2 separate regions of the Sus scrofa genome follow, and region 2 is linked to region 1. The links are chromatin contacts, called in public Hi-C maps. All regions are on one chromosome and are shown on one strand. Each heading gives the region's core, a stretch centred on a gene start, on an enhancer-like site or on the middle of the called end of the contact. The rest is flanking DNA. Distances are from core to core; before and after follow the strand shown.

The links. A called contact is a pair of places that touch in the nucleus more often than the background predicts.
Region 2: a Hi-C map of retroperitoneal adipose tissue shows a contact between it and region 1, with 2.7 times the contacts expected there. The contact joins the promoter of FAM129B here to the enhancer-like site in region 1. A contact is called at or near these places in 3 of 5 promoter capture datasets (fetal liver, fetal skeletal muscle and liver), 26 of 47 Hi-C or Micro-C datasets (adipose tissue, alveolar macrophages, blood and 15 more) and 2 of 2 datasets of contacts at active chromatin or transcription factors (alveolar macrophages and skeletal muscle).

The regions. Positions count from the first base shown.
Region 1 is chr1:268,014,659-268,021,536 of Sscrofa11.1, forward strand. It overlaps FAM129B (niban-like protein 1), which reads right to left. Exons shown (of 14, transcript XM_021069245.1): 6 at 2,929-3,044; 7 at 2,225-2,329; 8 at 1,978-2,140; 9 at 319-506. Among named protein-coding and RNA genes, the nearest start is that of FAM129B, 48 kb to the right of the region's middle. Within about 2 kb of position 5,498, at least 15 of the 83 cell types and tissues checked have an H3K27ac peak or open chromatin away from gene starts, as enhancers often do. A contact at or near this core is called in adipose tissue, embryonic fibroblasts, fetal liver and 3 more, where this site is marked.
Region 2 is chr1:268,061,072-268,067,819 of Sscrofa11.1, forward strand. FAM129B (niban-like protein 1) reads right to left here and starts at 4,951. Exons shown (of 14, transcript XM_021069245.1): 1 at 4,616-4,951. The coding sequence starts at 4,670.

The DNA of each region.
Region 1 (6,878 bases), core at 4,248-6,747:
CCTACGGTTCTTTCTGATCCTCAAATTCTTGCCATTGTCTGAGGTTACAGGATGAATTCTGTCGGAACCTGACAACTGGGTGGGGCTCCAGGCAGCTGATGCCCCCAGTGTGGGGTCTGTGAAGGCTGTTCACCCCAAAAACCAGAGAAGTGAGGGGGGCTGGCTCCAGGGCCGGTGCACGAAACACGCTCTCGCCCGGCCCTTGGTCTCCCACAGGCCCTCTGTCCACAGGTTGTGCCCAGGAGGGGAGGGGCCCGTCCCATCACAGTGAGCGCCGGACGGGGCCTGACCTGCCCCAGCCCCCGGCGCCCGGCTCACCTCGCCCAGCTTGTCGATGCCACCCTCGTTGATGACATTCAGGTTCATGTCGGTGACCTCCTTGAAGAAGACATCCCGCACCTCGGTGAAGCCCTGGCTGGTGGGCACCATCAGGGCCTCCAGGATGGACGGGATGTAGGGCTGGACGTGGTTCCGGACACACACCTCCGCCTTGGGGAGGATGGAGGCTGCACCCGGGGAGCTGGTTAGCGGACGGATCCCCCCGCAGCCACTCCCACCACCCCAGACCCCCGAGGCCAGAGGCCCCCTGTGTATTATCCTTGAAAGAAAACCGCTGGTGACAACATGAGCCAACTGTGGCTTCTCGAGGTTACAGCTGACGATGCAGCATCAATAACTGGGCGCTGAGACCCTGACGGTCTTGAAACCGTGATGGCAGGAAACTCAGGAAACCTCCCATCTCAAGGTTGCCAGTCCTTCTGCTTAACTAGAGGAAGAGGAACACTCGCCTTAGGGGGTCTTGCTCCTTTGTTTGGGGAAAAAAAAAAAAAAAAAAGAGTTCCTGTCGTGGCGCAGTGGTTAATGAATCTGACTAGGAACCAAGGGGTTGTGGGTTCGATCCCTGGCCTTGCTCAGTGGGTTAAGGATCTAGCGTTGCCACGAGCTGTGGTGTAGGTTGCAGACGCGGCTTGGATCCCGCGTTGCTGAGGCTCTGGTGTAGGCCTGAGGCTACAGCTCCAATTAGACCCCTAGCCTGGGAACCTCTATCTGCCGTGAGTGCGGCCCTAGAAAAGGCAAAAAGACAAAAAAAAAAAAAAAAAAAAAAGAAAGAAAGAAAAGAAAAACACTTCAGGGGTCTCCATGAGCCCCTGGGTTCTGCAAACCCTGAGCCAGAGCCTGCTCTGCGATGCGTGGCCTGGCACGGCAGCACTGTGTGCAAGGCTGCTCCCCTGTGGGCAGGGACCATCTCCAGGCACGGGGGGTGGACGTCCCTCCCTCTCCCTGCCCGGCTGCCCGGGTAACGGTGTTTGCTCCCCACATAAATGTCCATACATGTGGCCAGCGTGTGATGGGCGACAACTCACCAAAAGGGGCCCAGCAGGCTCGGAACAGAAAGGAGCCTCCAGGGAGCGGAAGTCAGGCTTGGCTGAAGGGGAATCAAAGTCAAGCTGCTGTCGCTAAAATGACACGTGGTGAATCTGACCAAAGACCCGCAGGCCTGGACCTCCTCGACGCCGTTTAGATCATCGAGACCCGGGTTTACGGAAACAACAGCCACCAAATAACCCCTAGGGCTTGGAGGAACAATGGCTCAGATTCGATACTGGTTCTTACTTTTTTTTTCTCCTCTTTTGGCTGCCCGGCAGCATATGGCGTTCCCTGGGCCAGGGATCAGATCTGAGCCACAACTGTGACCTTCGCAGCAGCTGCGGCAACGCCAGGTCCTTTAACCCACTGCACCTGGCTTGGAATCGAACCCACCGCCTGTGCTGCTGCAGCTGGATTCTTAACCCACTGTGCCACAGCGGGAACAGCTCTATTTTGGTTTCTAAAACATAATCGAAGGATCAGGTCATTGCTGGGAAAGGTCTCCGTTCCCCTGAAATAGGCCAGAGGGACGCCCTGGCCCCGGTGGGCCCGTGGGCCCAGCATGTCCATGCGGGGATGACAAGCCTGGCAGGTGGCCTGCCCGCCTACCTCGGATCTTGCTGGCCAGGTGCTCCTTGGAGGTGATGATCTGGTCCATGTCGGTGCGGATGACCGCCTCCATGGCCGGCCGGGCCAGCTGCAGCTTGGACAGCACGGCCTCAAAGCGCGCCTTGGCCTGCTCGTACACCATGCGGTACACGGCGTCCGAGATCTGCGGGCAGGGCGCCGGTGTCAGCGCCAGGCTGAGGGGGCCGGGCCGCGGCAGGGTCCCCACCCGGCTCCCCCGCCCACCCACCTGGATCCACTGTCGCTGCCGTTCCTGCGGCTTCCCCTTCAGCCGGGGGGCAAGCTCTGCCTTCAGCTCAGGACCCAGCTCCTCCATGACCAGGTTGCTCAGGATCTACGACCGGGAGGCACAGGCCAGGCAGGGGTCAGAACACATCCAGCCGGTGTGCCCTGCTCCACGTTCCAGCAAACTCGGCCACGTGAGCCCCCGCTGCCCTGTGCCCCACGTCTCCACTGCCCTCTCTCCTGAGCATCATCTGCGTAGATCCCAGCCCATCTGCACGGGTGTCCTGTGGGATCCTGTAGGGGCCCTGCCTCAGGACCTTTGCACATGCTGCCTCCCAGTCTGGAATGCCACTCCCCGGCCTCCTTGCCTGCACATGGAAGTGTGTGTGTTTACTTGTCAAATACAGACGTTCTTCTGCTAGACAGAGAGCTCCCTGAGGGCTGGGGCTGCATCCCTCTTACAGTGAAACCCTAGCACCTAGGTCAGAGTAGGTGCTCAGTTAATGCCTGAACAAAATAACAAGTAGTCCCCCTGCGTGACCCACCTTAGCCTCCACCCGTCTGAATCTGGGCTTGATGCCTCAGTTTTGTCCAAACCTGTAGCGAGGGCACCAGAGCCTGGCCTGTGTGCTCGGTGCCACCCCCAACCCCCACCCAGGCCCTGGGCTGCCTTCCGCAGCCTCCCCCGCCCCCCAGCCCCAGCCTCACCTGCACCTCGTTCCCACACAGCATCTCCCAGGTGCCGTACAGCTCCTTCGACTGGCGGTACATGCGGATGGCGTCCGTGAACGCGGGGCCCTCCACCTTGGAGTCCTCGGGGATCCCTGCCCAGGAGGGGGATGGAGAGAGGAGGTTGGCAGGATGCCTTGGTGGCTGCCACCAAGACCAACGCGTTGACTGCTCCAAACTGCCCACACTGCTCTCGTAGCGACAGTGACAAGAGTAATTGCAATGACAGTAAGAGTGATAATAACCCACCACCAGCAGCACGTCCACCTCCTTCACATGCTCCTTATCTGCTTAAATCCTCCCAGCCACCCCAGACGTGGACACTGTCATTTACTTGGCTTTTCCAGATGAAGAAACAAGCTCCACGGTCAGGCCACTGCTGAGGGGCCCGGGCAGCAAGTGGCAGAGCCAGGACTAGAAGCCACCCCAGCCAGCATGGCGGAGAGGGTACCAGAGGCCCCCAGAGGCTCTCCTTCCATCAGGGGGCCCGACGGGAAACCTTCTCAGCTCTGCAGGCCAGACGATCGTCCTGGCTACTCAACCTGCTGTCACAGCCGGAGAACGGCCACACGGTGTGAGCGAATGAGCCAATCAAGCTGGCCCTGGCTCCATTTGGTTCACTGGCCACAGTTTGCCAGGCCTTGTTGCAGATCACTGAACCCACGGGGCCTCAGTTTTCCTTCCTGAACAGTGGGAACAAAGACCAGCCTGGCCCCTCACACCCACTGTGTGGCTCCAGGGACCACGGTATAAACTGCAAGGCCAGGGCCCAGGAGCCGCCGGCCCCGGCGGGCACCGCGGCGCACAGACTGAGTGACCCACGGCGCCGAACGGCCCCCGCAGCCCTTGGTCTGCCTTGCTCGCCGCTGTGCATCCAGGGCCTTAAACTACCATCTCTCTACTTTTGTCCTCACTGGTGGCGGTGGTGGCCCAGGTGAGTTTGCCCACCACCCCCGCCCCAGTGAGGGGGCCGGGCCGATGCACGAGGGCGTGGACCTCCAGACTGGCTGCAGGAAGTTGGGAAATCCTACTTCGGGAAGAACGTGGTTAAACACTCAGAGCTGGGCAGCGGGCGGCCGCCCTGGCTGCGTGCCTCCGACCGCTGTGTCCCTGGAGCCAAGGGCAGGGGAACAGCAGCCTGTGCCTCCGTTACCCCGGCTCCCACTGTGGTGACCAGAGCTGAGTCACCCCCACAGAGAAAAAGCCCCTCTCCGGCCTGGGGAGGACCCCCTCGCCCTTCCCCACCCGGCCGAGCGCAGGAACCACTGCCTGTCGGGCTGGAAGGGAGCTCAGCCCCGCGCCTGCTGGGCAGCTCCCTGGCTGGGGTGGGGGCGTCAAGGGTGTCTCGCCCTGTGTCTCAGGGACCTGCGATGAGGAGGGCGTGACGGGGCAGAGCAGGGTGTCCCAGCTGGGCAGGGGAGGAACCCCCTCGGGCTTAAGGAGGGGCAGTGTCTCCCCCAGACTGGGTTTCGCTGGGAAACCTCAGGCTGTGCGGTACCTGCAACCCCCGCATCAAGGCATTGACATGCTGCGGACAGCAGGCCAGGGGGGCCGGCCAGGGGCCGCCTCCCCGGTGGCAGAAGGCGAGGCAGGGGCTGGGCCGCAGGAAGGAGGCCACCGATGTGCCGCCCCTGTCTGCCTGGGCCTGGCTGTCAGGGAGCGAGCTGTGTGCTGCCACCTCCTGTGCTGATGTCCCCACCCCAGGACCTCAGAACGTGACCGGGTCTGGAGACAGAGACTTGAAGAGGCAAGTACGTTCAAAGAAGGGGCCCGGCCTGGTCCCCAATCCACTCTGACGGGTGTCCCCATGAGACGAAGAAATCCAGACACGGAGGGGCGCACGCGAGGGTCCTGGGTGAGGCAGGGAGAGGTGGCTGCCCGCCAGCCCGGGGAGGGGGGAGGCGGGAGGCCCCGGAGGAAAAGGAACCTGCACACACCTCAGTTGTGGGCTTCCAGCCTCCAGAGCTGCGCTAAAATAAACCTCTGTGGTTTAAGCCACCCGGTCCGTGGTCCTTTTAACGGCAGCCCGAGGAGACTAGGAGCCCAGCCCTGGCTGAGACCCCCACACACATCCTTTTCTCTGCTTCTCAAAAGGGCTCTGCGAGGGGCTGCTGTCCTCAGCCCCGCTGCTCCCGACGACGAGGCAAAGTCACTGGCACGCGGCCAGGGAATGGCAGCTCCAGGGCCCGAACCCGGGAGCAGCCGACTCAAGCGAGTCCGAGAGACTTCCTGCCTGTGGGGTCCTCGGGGTCGCGGTGAGAAAGGAACTGCATTCCTCAGTCCTGGGCAGCAGGCAGAGGGGGCGGCGGTCAGACAGGAAGGGGCCGTGACCTCTGCACCCCGGGCCCACCCGGAGGGCTCAGCTCGCCACCCCCAGCTGCTCCGGGAATGCAGGATGCGAGGGGAGCCCTGGACCAACTGGCGTCCACCCAGCTTGGCCTTCTTCCCCACCCCACCCCCCCCCCACTTCCTGGCAGCCCCCAGAGTGAGCAATTCCAGGCTCCAGATTCCAGGCCCAGCCTCCGAGGAAGCAGAGGACTTTCCCACAGTCCTCAGGGCGGAGGAAGAGGCTCCTCTCAAACCTTCCTGCCACAGGACGCCCCCTTTCCCCATCCCAGCAGCCCTCCCTGGCCTCCCCTCCTGCCCGCAGCGCCCACACCCACGGCCTCCAGCTGAGCGCCTGCTCTGTGCCAGGCACAGGGCCAGGAGCACTCCCGAATCAGCTCATTCATTCCTCTCAGTAATCCCGCAAAGTTTGTCATGCCTGACCCTCCATGGGGCACCCAAAGGTGGCTCTCTCCCACCTGGTCTGTCCCCATCCCACCCTCCTGGCCTGGGGTCACTCATTAGCCTTGGAAACCTGGAAAGGGTGGAGCTGGGCCAGAAAAGAGAAAAGAGGGAGGGGAGGAGGAGGGGAGAAGGAGGGGGGAAAAAGAGGAGGGAGGGGGAGGAGGGGAGGGGAGGAGGAGGGGGAAGGGAGGGTACCCCAGGACAGGCAGCTTGAGCCCAAATGGCCTCAGCCCAGCCCTGGCCCCTCAGCCCCTGGGGACCTGGGAACAGGAGGCTCTTTGTGGGCAGCAGGGGTTGGCCTGACTGAAGACCGGGCTCCTCCCGCCTGGCAGGTTCCATCGGGGCAGAGGCGACCCTAGAGAGTGGAGGGGGACAGGTGGGGTGAGCCACGTTACCGTGTGGCACGCCTCCAGGCGTGGGTGCCCACAGTGTCTGCCCACCACGGTGGGGAGCCTTGCCAGGCATGGAGACAGGGGCTGGGGCGGGGGGGGGGGGGGGGGGGGAGGTGGCTGCCTCTCTCTGCTGCCCCGAGGCCAAGTCACCAGGAAGGAAGTTCAGCCAGGACAGAACTGTTCCTCCCTCAAGGGCAGAAAGACCCCAGTGCCCCACCCTCCCACTGAGACAATCCTTTTTGATCAAACTCCTTAGAGCCCTCCAGGGCCCTCCAGGGCCCTCCGGAGCTGACCCCAGGGCCCCCCCAGCCCCATTTCCGGTCACCCCCTCCCCACTTCATGGCATTTCCTCCTCTAAACTGCTCCCACCCGGGGGCCCTCTGTCTGGAACACCCCTGCCTCGGCTCTAGGACTATTCATCCTCCAGGTCTCAGCTGAACGCCGCCTCCACCTCTGCCTCCTCAAGGAAAGCGGCCTGATCAACCCCTCCCCACACACAGGACCAGCCACCCAGGACACGCACGCCCTCCAGGCTCTGAGGGACTCATCGCCCAGCCCCCAGGACAGTGGTGACTCGTCACCCCCTGGTGTCCTCATCTGTTTAACATGTGTTTTCCCCACCAGGCGGCCAGCAGCAGCGTGGGAGCAAGAACCGTGTCTTGCTGTCTTTGTGCATCCTCCGTGCCCAGACCTGGGCCTGGCTCTGAGTAGACGTTAAAATGTTTGTTGAATGACCACTACGAAAAA
Region 2 (6,748 bases), core at 3,701-6,200, 46 kb after region 1:
TAAAATCAATTTGGAGAAAGGCATGAATTATTTTCTTCGATAATCTCCAAAACTACCCCTTTTCTCATATCTGATTGTCAGAAAGGGTGATAATACGCAGTACTGAAGTCCCATATACTGTCAGCAGAGAGTGTCAAATGACACTCAGAGGCTCTGTGTCAATGCATCAAAACATGACCCGGGGAGCTTCTGCTGTGGCACAACGGGATTGGCGGCATTTTGGGAGCGCTGGGACAGAGGCTGGATCCCGGCCTGGCACAGGGGGTTAAGGATCCCACTGCACCTCAGATCTGGATCTGATCCCTGGCCCAGGGATTCCACGTGCTTTGAGGTGGCCAAAATCAGGGGGAAAAAAAGGTCCCAGGAGTTCCATCTAGAGGCCTCTGGGATACTGGAAGCTGGTGCTGGGAGAGGCACAAGGATTATGCGCAAAACACTGGGGACAGCCCGACAGCAGTGATCAGAGATCTGGGTAAATAAGCCGCACCCGGCACAGAAAGAAACCCACCAACAGAAGAAGAGGGCCAACTCGTGCTAACATGGAAAGATATTCATGATACACAGAGTGAAAAAAAGTCAAACCACAGGAACCCACCATGCGACCCCTTTTTATAAACAGAGCTAAATGTGTATGTACACAGAAATGTTTGTTTGGAGGAGTTCCCGCGGTGGCGCAGTGGTTAACGAACCCGACTAGCATCCATGAGGATGCGGATTTGATCCCTGGCCCTGCTCCGTGGATTAAGGATCTGGTGTTGCCATGAGCTGTGGTGTAGGTCGCAGAGGCTGCTCAGATCTGGTGTGGTTGTGGCTCTGGCGTAGGCTGGCGGCTACAGCTCCGATCGGACCCCTAGCCTGGGAACCTCCATATGTCGTGGGTGTGGCCCTAAAAAGACAAAAAGAGACAAGAAAGAAAGAGAGAGAGAGAAAGGAAGGAAGGGAGGAAGAAATGGACGTTTGGAAAGAGTGACACACCAATCTGGAGTGATTTCTTCTGGGGAGTGGGATTGAAGGGAGGGAAGATGGACGAGCTTTCATTTCTTATTTTACACTCCCAAACTGCTGGTGTGTGCCTTTCTTTTGCAATCAACAACATGAGCAGCGGTTGTCTAGAGTAGGGAAGGATCGGGAGAAGCGGGGGGTGACTGCTCCTGGGTGGGTAGAGAGTTTCCTTTATGGGTGACGAGATGTTCTAAAATTGATTGTGGGCATGGTTGCACAACTCTGCAAATACACAAAAAGCCATCCAAGGGGACACTTGAAGTGGGTTGAACTGGTTGGCAGGTGAATGATGTTTCAATAAAGCTGCTATTTAAAAAAAAGAATTAGCAAAGGGAAAGGGGAGGCTGGCAGAAGGGAAGAGCCCAGGCCCTGGCAAACTTTGGCACCAGCCCTCCCAGGTCATAAAGCTTAGGGCACTCTGTGTATGTGTGTTGAGGGGGGAGTTCCTCGGGCCCCCACAATTTCATCCTGGTCAACACACTTTCTGGAGCAACCACTGAGTTCTTCAAGGCTGTCCTTGAGGCAGAGTCCCACCACGCCCGCCCCTGCCCCAGGCAGGGTCACGTTTCCTGCCAAGGGCACAGCACCCAGCCCCTGACTTGCACACCCTGAGCAACAGTGATCTCACGCCCTCACTTGCTCCCTCTGGGTTTATGTGGCTCAAACCATGTGCACTGACATGGGCCACCAGACACTTCTCCTCTTGTCCTTGTCCTGGCCTCTGTGCCAGGTAGAAGGTGTGAGTTGGCCTGATTCCCCGCCCCCACAGGGGTCCCCCATCAGGGCCCTCTGGACCCACTCCAGATAGCCCACATCCATCTCACACAATCGCCAGCGCAGAAGGTAATCGAGGGTTCGAAAAACCCAGGTGGGTTCTCGAATCCGGGGAAACCAGCATCCACCTGAGCCCAGGGACTGGACAAGCCTCGGAGAAATAGGACCGAAACCGCAGTTACAACTGCTCCCTTCCCTCTCCAAATGCCCGGCCCCTCTCAATGACAGCGAGTAAGGACAATCTCTACAATAATGACAACTGTTTGTGACATACCGACTATGCCCCAGCACTGGGCCAAGTGCCTTAACTCGCGTTATCTCACTCCCATTTTACAGGTAAGAAAACAGAGATTCAGATGCTGGCCCCAGGTCATGCCTGCTGACATGCTGTGGTGTCAAGGATGGGACCCTAAACTGGCACAAATCTGAATAATAACTAGGGAAAATTGGGGACTGTTAGGCCCTCAGAAGCTGAAAGAACGTCGGGCATCAGGGAGCGTGTGCCTTGGGTGACAGCTAGGGAAACTGAGACCCAGAAAGTGTAAGTGGCTGCCGGAGGCCAGGCCTCTTCCTTGGCGCAGGAGAGAATCATCCCGCCACCAGCCCCACGGGGCCGCTGGTGTGAGCACAAGTCTCTGCTTGCCAGGGGCTTTGAAATCCCAGGATGAAAGGCGCCGTGACAGCAAAACAGCGCCATGGGCAGGAGCGCGCCTGACCCCTGCCAGGACTTGCAGCCTGGCACTCACCTGCTCACCTGCTGGGGGCGGGAGCAAAGCTCCAGGAGCCACCCAGGCCAAGCATTGAACCCTAACAGCTCAGAGCCCAGGCAGGGATGGTCTAAGGGCCGACTTCTCTGCTGGGGCAGCTCTGGGTCGAGAGGACTCTGGAATTTTAACTGTCCTGCCTGAAAGTTCAGCTGCTTGGTGGCTCGGGCTGTTCCGTGGGTGGGGTGAGGAGGGCGCCTGGATCACTGGAGGTGGCAAAGGCACGCCCTCACACCCCTCCAATTTCCTCCGGAGGGCTGGAGGCTTGATGGCTTCCTCCCGTGTCACCCCACCCCATACTGCAGGAGCCCCCTCAGGTGAGCCTGGACCAGGAATTTGAGGCATTTGAAGAGGGTTATTAATAGCCCTGAAGTGTTGAGAAGAAAAAGGCCAGCAGGCCCTGAGCCAGCACCGCCCTCTCCCACCCAGCCTGGCATCCACAAAACAAACCCAACCCTGTCCAGGAGAGGACACTTCACCTTTTGTGGCCTCAGTCTCCTCCCCTGTAAAATGGCAGCTCTCAGCCCAGGAGGCGGGAAGAGGGGGAGAGCCAGAGCTGGGTGTGGGGGCAGGAAAAACCCCACTGAAGAAGGCGCCGCGCACCCCACCCAGGAGGAGTGAGGGGCCCCGACAGGAGGTCGTGAATGGATGGACTGTTACAGAGCCCCAGGAGGCTGCCACCGACAGGGAGGGGACAGGAAGACTCCGCCCCGGCCTTCCTCCTCCCAGAGTCCAGGCTGATCCTACAAGCCAGTGTTCCAGGACTTAACCCCCTGCTGGTCTGATGCTGGAGAGGGTCTGACTCATTTCTCCATCACCCTCACGCCTGGGCCTGGGCCCAGCCCCAGGCCTGGCACAAAGGGGGCTCTCAGACCGGGGCCCAGGACCACGGTCCCAGGATAAACCTTCCCCAGCACCTCCTTCGTGCCTAGCCAGCGTGGGAACCCAGTGTTTAGGGACCTCTGGTTCCTGTTCTCAAGGGGTATGAGTGGGCAGAAGACAGCTGCTGAAACTCTGCGGGACTGCAGGACACATCATGATAAGTAGGTGGACACAGGGCTCTGAGTCCACCGGACAGGGAAGTGCAAATTTAGCAAAGACGAAAGCCTCCTCTTTCCGGAGGCTGCCAGGCCCCATTCCTGCATGGGCCAGTGCACCAGGGCCTGCAAATTAGCTCACCTAAGTCTCTTAATAAGGAGGACCTGTGCTAAGCAAGCTCTGTGAATTATTAGCTCACTTAATTAAGTCTTTTAACCAGGAGGGAAGGGATTCACCCCAGTTTGAAGAGGAGGAAACAGGGGCTGGACATCAAGAGACCTATCCAAGCTACCATGGCTGGGTAACATGCTGAGGTTCCACCCAGGCGGCCTCACCCAGAACTGAGTGAAACCCTCTCTCTCCGTTTCCCAGGGCATTGGGAGAGAACGAACCCAGGACCCTGCTGCAGTCCCTGGGAGTGGGGAGGGGGCAGCTGCCCTTCTCAGAAGGGGCCTCTGTGCCCGGCTGGGAGCAGGAGTGGCTGAAGGAGAGGGCTGAGGAGGCTGGGCTCTGGCCTCGACCAGCCCCTGAACTAGCTGCCAGCAGAAGCAGCACCCTACTGGGCTGGAGCCAGAGGACAGGGGGTCCCACCCACCCCGCCCAGGCCCACTCCCCAGGCTCAGTCTCAGGCCTTGATGAGCCAAGCCCCTGGAAGCCTTGGCCACGTGTACCGGGGCTGGGGCCGGGGCCTGCGGAGGACCGGGACTGCTAGGGAAGGTCAGGACACGCTGGCCAAGTGGGCCTGGACCGCTTCCGGGCAGGGATACCCAAGGTGAAGGGGGCTGCGACCCCTTCCATCGCTTGATTCGGGTAGTGCACTGGAGGATCTGATGAGCTCCAAGGGTGGGGAAGGTGTGCGACCCCCCCAGGAGGGGGAAGGGCGCTCAGACGTAGAAGAAACAGGCTTGGACAACAGTCACTCCCGCCCCTGCCCGGAGCCAGACTCCCAGGAGACCCCAGCCGGCTGGCCGGGATGGGGGCGTGGCCGAGGACGCCCGGCCGGACCCACCAAGTGCGCGGCGCGGCGCGAGACTCACCTGCGATGTGCTGGCGCCGGGCGTCGTCCAGGTGCGTGGACAGCACGTCCCCCATGGTGAAGAAGAACCGCGGCCGGATCCGGCCACCGCCTGCCGCTACCCGCGCTGCTCAGACGGACGCCGCTGGCGCCATGGAGCCGGCCCGCCCAGCTCCCGCCTCTCCCGCCGCCCGTGACTGCGGCCTCCACTCCTCGCGCGCTCCGGTTCCTGCAGGTCCGTTCCCGCAGCGTCGGTTCCCGGGCCGCCTCCGCCTCGCGCCCCAGCCAGCGGCTCAACAGCCCCGCTGCGCCCCGCCCCGCCCCACCAGGCCCCGCCCCCCGATCCGAGCCCCGCCCCCTCCTTGGTGGCGGGCGGGCGAGCGGGCGGGGCAGGGGGCCGGGGATGCCGGGACCGCCTGCAAGACAGAGACAAAGGGAAGGTCGGAGAAAGGCAGCCCGAGGAGTGACGCAGAGCGAGACACGCTGAACCCTAACCGAAACCCAGAAAGAGATGGGGCTGGTGGGGGCATTTGAAAGAACGGGGGCGCCTGGGGGTGTCCAGCCTGAGTGTCACACTCTCCCCCACCCGCACGGGAAGAGATCGGGCCGAGGAGAATGGAGAGGACCGGTAGGCGACGCCTAGGGCCAGGGCTCCAGCCCCTGCTCCCCGCACCGGGCTCCCCTGCCCCCAGCCTCGCCCGCCGCCGCCCGCTCTCAGGAAGTTCCCTGGCCTTGATCCGACCTGCCCTTGAAGGTGTGCCTGTCTTGCACAATAGTACAGGGAAAGGGGAGGTGGCAGGGAGGGCTCCACCCCAAAGGCACCCGAGGTCCCAGAGCCTGGCAGACGTTCCTCAAGCTTAGCATATGGGACAGGGCAAGTCGGCAATGGAAAAAACAATAGCACTTTACGGTTTGTGAAAGACTCAGCTTCCAAGCTCACCGACCAGCATGGACTTTGAGTACAGAGCCTGCGGGGCTGGGCTTGATTGGGTCGTGGGTACCAGGGGAATGCGTTTCAACGCTACCCTCCCAATCCCCCAGGAAGACAGGGTAACCCTTGGGATCCCCAAATCATGGACTGGGGTGGCAGAGGCCGTCCTTGGCTGCTGATGCTCAGACCTCCTGTACTGCCTCCCCAGGGTCAGTCGGTTTGTGCTTGCAAACCCCAGGGGGTGACTACTCACCCCTTCTCTGTGTGCCCCACCCTGTAATTGGACGGCTCTTACTGTAGCTGTGACGTAGGCAGAAAACGATGGCAATAAACATTAACATTGAAGCACAGGAGCTTTGGGCCTGTCAACGCCACAGCAGGTAGGTTTGAAGTTGACGAAAGTGATACAGGCACCCTCCATGCCTTCAATGATAAACACCTGCTTGCCAGGCCCTCTGCAAGATGCTAGGGATGCAAAGAGAGGATGCAAGCTGCCCTACCTGCTCTGTGACCCAAGACAAGTGGCGTTATTGTGAACCTCAGTTTCCTCGTCCGTCACCTGAAAATAACGATGCTTTGTCATGAGGATTAAATGAGATAACAGAGGGACTTAGCCCAGCACCTGGCACAGGATGTGTCCTCTCCATGGACGGAACGCACCATTCTATTATTCATCACGGTCCCTGCCCTCAAGAGCATAGAGAAGCTTGAGGAAGGAACAGAACATTCTGTTTTGAAGAAAATTACAGGAGTAGTACCAGAACTACAAGTTGGAAAAACCAGAATTTTGACAGCAGATATAGAGGAACAGCATTCCAGGGAAAACCCCAGGCAGAGGCACAGTCTTTGAAGTCATGCTAGCAGAGATTACTGGTTTCCTTCTACAGAGACAGAAACTGAGGCCCAGAGAGGGAAAGTGACTTGCCAGGGTCACACAGCAAGGCCAAGGCAGTACCCAGCTAGAGGCCAGGTTCTCTTTGAGCCACCAGAAGCAGGTGATGCTGCTAGCCTCATTCCCTTTTTCTCATGGCCCAAGCTATAGGGACCGGAACGTCTTGCTCTGCCCTGGGAGGTAGAATGCTGGAACTAGCTGGCATCTGGACACCCCAGGGTGTTTCGTCAGCTGATCTGGAGTCCTGGGCCAGTTAGGTTGGAGGTGGGGCCACAAGCGAGCCTTTTACCAGCCTCCATGGTGCACACAGGCCAGTGAGCCTGGAGCACCCA